Linked DNA regions of Danio rerio: region 2 is linked to region 1. A link is a contact called in public HiChIP or PLAC-seq data. All regions are on one chromosome and are shown on one strand. The core of a region is the stretch at or near the end of the contact, and the rest is flanking DNA. Distances in the headings are between cores, read along the strand shown.

Region 1 (3,079 bases), core at 181-2,680:
CAATAAAAGTGAAAATACTGAATTTAATACAGAAAAAAAGCTAATTTTAGAAAAAAAAACTTTAGATGGCACTTAGATTTTTGCATCTAAACCATTCATAACTATAACTTATAACTAATATATATATATATATATATATATATATATATATATATATATATATATATATATATATATAGGTTATATAGTTTTTAGTTTTGGAAATAAATAAACCACAATATATATATATATATATATATATATATATATATATATATATATATATATATATATATATATATATATATATATATATATATATAAATGTATGTATGTATGTATATATATTTATATGTGTGTATAAATGTGTGTGTATATATATATTTTTTTTCTTGAGCAACATGAGGAAAATATAGGCCTATTTACGTTCATTGCTCGTTTTCTGCATATTCAAACAATTCATTAAAAAAAAAATTAAAAAAAATTTAGTACATAAGTCAGAGACAATTAAAAAATATAAAATAAGCCTAAGTATTAAAAAGAATTACAGAGGCAAAGCTGCCAAGTTTTATAACACTTTAAAAAGTCATTATGAAGTTTCACAATTTTTTTAATTGTTTTGTTATTGTAAACATTTCATAATGTTGCAATTAATAATTAAAGCTCTTGCCCGAGTTTTTTAAATTAACTTCAAGAAACTGTATAATACAACATAGAATACAGTAAAAGATAACAGTTATTTTACACAATAACCACATTAGATACACAAGATAAGGAGCAAAACCACAATACAATACATAAATAATAAAAATAATAATACATTGTTTTGTAAAAGTTAAAAGAAATATTGTATTAAAAAGAGGTAAATATTCAAGTAGCATGACGGTCTCATATTTGCTCAAGAAAGAAGCAAGTTTCTTATTTTCAATTAATCTAAGTGATTTAATTAAATGTTCTATTTTACACAGGACGTCTATAAAGATTGGATTTATTTAAGGAACCTCTGTGAATGTAAAATTTCCCATGCCCGAGTTTATTATTATTATTATAAGCTTTGAAACATTACGTAAAGTAATAATATAAATTCAGATATATGCTATATTCAGGAACATTACAAGAATTGCAAAAACACAACCGGAAATAATAAAGCAAAAATATAACAGGTGTGGGGGAGAAAAAATTATTACATAATACTTATATACATAAAAACAAAAATAATAACTTAGGGTACAATCATTGACTACAGCGGGGGATCTGTACCAGAGAAAAATTCCTTTATGAAATCTAACATTAAATCCCTCAAAAGTTCACTTCAAAGTTTCCATTTCTAATAAAAAGATATTGCATTTTGGTATACATTGCGCAAATTTGTGTTAATGAATGAAATATTTACCTTGTAAGCTGTCGCTCATACCCGAGTAAAAAAGAGCGAGCAATTAGCCGTGACGTCATCAATCAACAGGTGTCCGCAGGTCGCGCGCCTCAGCGTTCCTCTCGGCGGCGTTTGACTCCCTTTATGTCACATTTAAGCGTTAATATTAATCATGGAGCGCGTGAGTTTGTATTTTTCTTGTTGTTTGTACTTTCTTGGACTGCTGCAATTCGCCAAAACTCACGCTCAGGCTCCCGGGGGTCACCGAGCATATAGAGATGTCGCGTCCACGGAGCAGCTGCTCGGCGCGGTCAGGCCGTGGACTGGAGCAGGCAGCGAGTTTATAAGGAATCCTCCGATTATGCCCCCCTATCATATTTTCCCAATGTTCCAGGATTATCCGGTTCCTTTAGTTGACATGGAGCTGTTCAGACCTGTGTCCGAGAATAGACACTTTCCGCGGCTGTTGACAAGTATTTTAACACCTCCAGTGAGCGCTCCGCGCGTCCAGGTGTCTCCCGCGCGCAACGCCCGGGGAGTGGAGGTCTGGTGCGGCTACAGGAAAGTCTCTGTGCGCCTGAACAAGAGTCTGCTCGGATTCAGGAGTTCACCGTCTGCCTTTCAACTGGGAACCTGTCCCGTCTCTCGTTTCGACGACTACTTCTTTTATTTCCATTATGACCTCAATGACTGTGATAGCTCGTTAATGGTAAGTACTGAACGTTAACCTCATAAAGTCAAGGACACTGTAAAAAAAAAAAAAGCTGCAAAAAGTTAAGGTAACTCAAACCAATTAAGGAAACCAATTTCAACAAACTATTTAATGAGGTAAAGTTAGTTTTATATTCGGATATTCAGACAATCTCCTTAATAACATTGTTTCATAATTCAAGTATTCTTTGCAAATTCTAAAAAGGGCAAATCATGTAAGCAGCCAATGACTATCAAAGTACAACATTGTTCACAGTCAATTAGATAGTGTTAATTTAGTCATACTTTTCTGCTAATTCCGATCGAATATTCAAAGCAGCATGGTACACAATATAGAGACTTGTGAATGAAGGGATAAACGAATGTGCAAATATATAACCAACTTTACCTCTATAAACTATTTAAGTTCAAACACTACCCAGGTGAAAAAGAAGTGCTCTTAAATATTTTACCAATGTACCTAAAATGTAGATAGTATGTTTAAAGCACAATTACAACAAATAACATCCTGAAAGTGCATTCTAAATGTGTTGGTTTGCATTTTAATGTATTTATTATAAGGCATACTAAAAGTACAATTGGTAAAAAAAAAAAAAAAAAATATATATATATATATATATATATATATATATATATATATATATATATATATATACATAATTGCACTTTTTAAAAAAAATATGCTAGAACTCAGTCATACTATTCATGCATTTTAATGTATTTACAGCAAACACTAATTTTAAAAGAGTAAATCAAACTAATTTTATTCTTTAATAAAGTATTTTTCATGTGTACTTTGTCTAAGAACATTGTGAATTGGTGCCAGTTTGAGTTTGTTTAAAGTAAATGCATGTTATTTTTTAACTTTTACAGCATATTTTAATATAGTTAAAATACATTCTACTAAATGATTTTGATAACTATTGTTGAAATACAGTAGGTCTTGTAGTATTCTGCAAATGTATAGTAAGTATATTATTAACACATTAATGTGAAGCTTAAAATATTTTTCTACAG
Region 2 (3,003 bases), core at 208-2,707, 86 kb before region 1:
AGATGGCGTAAGATCGGAATGTAAGACAGAGGTAAAGGTAGCGCTGTGAACTTTCACCTTGAATTTGATGACGAACTTCCTGCATGTTTAAATTTTAGTAACCTAGGTTGACCTGACGCTTCGGTTAATTCATATATTATTAATACATATACTTTTTTGTTTTGTGGTAAACTACGGGGGGACTCCAACATGTTTAAAATTGTAGAGGGGGGAAACATAAGGGTCCATTTCGCGCACGGTCTAATCGTTCCCACAAAACTCCTACGGACGTAGGAGACGCTTACAATGCGACAGAAAGGTTATGAACAATGCAGATCTGTAAATATGTTTGCGGTGAATGTCTTGTGTGGGGGAGTTGGTCATATTTGTGACCTTGTCTTTTTATCCTGTTGGCACATGACACATTTAGACCGTTTTAAATGGTGCCATCGGTATGAAACAAAGGAATTCATGTAATAGTGATGAAAGAGGATGTGTATAAAGACCTTAGATAACTCAATCAGCTCCACATCCATTGCACGACCCCCTTTTCGATAAACTCTTCCTCAAGGAGCGCGTACCCCCACTATTCTGATTAGGCGCGTGCACGATGTGACTATGCAACAGATATTTTTAAGCAACTGTTTTCCAGTGTCAATATTCACTAATATAACGTTAATTTTTCTGGCTAAGGAGAAATGTTATATGGCATGTTTAAAAGCATTACAACGTGTTATCCCGCTTCTGCTGTTAAATCCCATTCTTTGAGCGCCAGAACACTAAAATGTGACTTCTTCTCATGTAATGCACGTGTAAAACCCAAAAATGTTAATCAGAAAACTTTTCGCAGTCCCACCACCTGTTGTGCTAAAAGACAGATATTGTGCTAAATTAAGATAAGTTTTCTTAGTCATCGTCATAACCATTTATGGTGGTCTCCGGTTAACGTTAGCTCTGTAAGTAAAGCTACTTCACCTCTACATTGCCTCGGCATTGTTCAATATGCCTTGGCTTCAAGGAACTTAACACTTTATAATTGCTCGAAGCGGGCCAAAAAGCCACTCCATTGCGCGTTTTCTAAATTATTATTCCCGTAAACGCATCGTTTTCCTCCCCTGCACAAGCAAATGCCGAGGCAAATCACGCTAACAGCCGCTGGGTGCAGCCCGTTGTCGGGTTTGTTTAGGCGGCCATTTTGTGAACACTGCACACACACTGAAGCGAGCGCGCTTTGTAGCGGGGACGCGCTTTACCGTGCAGACCCTCTCCAGCGACAAGCAGCCGCGGAGCCGATCCGAGATTAACGGGCAGTGAGGGGGGGGTCCCTGGCGAATGCACATCGCGGTGCGACGAAGAAACCCCAGTTTTTAGTTCATCCGTTTTTCTTTCTTTTTCCTTTTTTCATTTAATCACTCTTCTTCTCACCCCTCCACCCCCTCTCTGCTGCTGCAACTGCACCGCGAGCGCGCCGCTACTACACTGCCGCTGCTGGGCGATGTGAGCGCGGTTAGCCTGAGCGCTAGCCGCCGAGACCCGCACCAGCACTAACCGCGAGCTGCTTCTGAACGAGCTCCAGAAGACACCACGATAAGGCGGAATATCGCGGACCACCAAGAGGCGGCTGTCACGGTTGCATGTACTGCTGCTCACCGGACTGGCGGTTGGCCGCGCCGGGGGTTTTGAAGACGCCGCCGCCTCGCTTCTCCGTGCTTTTGGGAAACTGAGAAAATACAAACAAATGTGCTGAAGAGGGATTGTAGAGCCTCTACAAGACTACAGCGTGCGCGGTTCGTCTTTTTCGGAAGACGATCGCAGCAACCCGTCCGAAGGGGTGGCGGTTCGGGGGGAGGGGGGTCGTTTTGCCGGTTTTTCGGTCCGCCCCGGTACCTGTGTGGCGGAGGTTCGGACGGTAGAGGAGGAATACTGGTAATGGCTGCTTCGGGAAGCTGGACACGAAGCTGAGGTAAGACTACAGTTGGTTTCTTCACTAGTACCGTTAACGTGTCTTTCAAACGAGATGCTCCCAGCCGGTTCCTGCAAGACACCGTGTTCCCGAAGACGCCTGATGCACACAGGCCGGGGCTTTGGGCAGGGGAATGGGGAGGGAGTGGGGACATCTGTGTGTATGTGTGTGTGTATACGGCTTGTTACTTCATGTAAACTGGGTCAGATGCAAAAGACCATGGGCAGGTGTTTAAACGTTATCCTCCCGGTGCCATCCAGAGAGCAGCGGCTCAACTCATGGCAGCCAGGTTGCTTGTCAGTGGATGTGATTTGCAATGATTAAAACCATGCACAACATCTTTCCCCAACCATTACGGCCGCTAAACCGCTTATTATGTGATATATGTGCAAAATAAGCATCGGTCAAATCCACTGCATGGATCGCGTTTTTGCAGCCATGCACCCATGAACATGTTCGATTATGAGACCTTCAATGCATCTTTCGATTATCGCTTTTCATTACTCAGATTGATGAGTCAGGTTAGCCCATCACGTTTGCTTTAGACACCCAGTCGTCATTTAATGCTTGTTTAAAAGGAAAAAAGAGGGTAAAATCACAGAGCATTAGTTCGGCCACAATTACATTAATGCAAAACTGCGGTGTTGCATGGGATGCAAATCTTGTGCACAGAATGCCTGAAAGCTACTGAAATCTGACAGATATCGTATTGGTTTTCAGTGCATTCGTTAATACATTTACTGTTTCACAAACCATAAGATCATCCTAGGTCATTTTGCTAGTTAAATCGCGACTTTATTCCAGGCATCTCCATAAAGAGGGTGACGTTACAATTTTCTTCCTAATGTTCATACGTGCACGAGCATGTTGCTTGTAGGTGAAGATATATGGTCGATTCTTATTACTGTCCACCTCTAGAATACATTTGGATGTGGCATATTCACCCAGGTCTCTATTTAGCCCAGTGAGTGTGGATAAATCTGGCTTATGCCTACACCCCTCATCTCCATAGCGTTTTCTGCAAGGCTTCTGCTGTGGTGCTGAAGTAGCAATGCCGGTTC

Evidence for each region. HiChIP or PLAC-seq counts read pairs in DNA pulled down with a chosen protein or histone mark.
Region 2: an H3K4me3 HiChIP or PLAC-seq map of gastrula embryo shows a contact between it and region 1, with 4 times the contacts expected there. The contact joins the promoter of dyrk1b here to the promoter of zp3d.1 in region 1. A contact is called at or near these places in 1 of 18 Hi-C or Micro-C datasets (embryo) and 2 of 4 datasets of contacts at active chromatin or transcription factors (caudal fin and gastrula embryo).

Annotation. Positions count from the first base shown.
Region 1 is chr16:46,487,677-46,490,755 of GRCz12tu, reverse strand. It overlaps zp3d.1 (zona pellucida glycoprotein 3d tandem duplicate 1), which reads left to right and starts at 1,430. Exons shown (of 9, transcript NM_199838.1): 1 at 1,430-2,060. The coding sequence starts at 1,524.
Region 2 is chr16:46,573,330-46,576,332 of GRCz12tu, reverse strand. It overlaps dyrk1b (dual-specificity tyrosine-(Y)-phosphorylation regulated kinase 1B), which reads left to right and starts at 1,457. Exons shown (of 12, transcript NM_001168265.1): 1 at 1,457-1,942.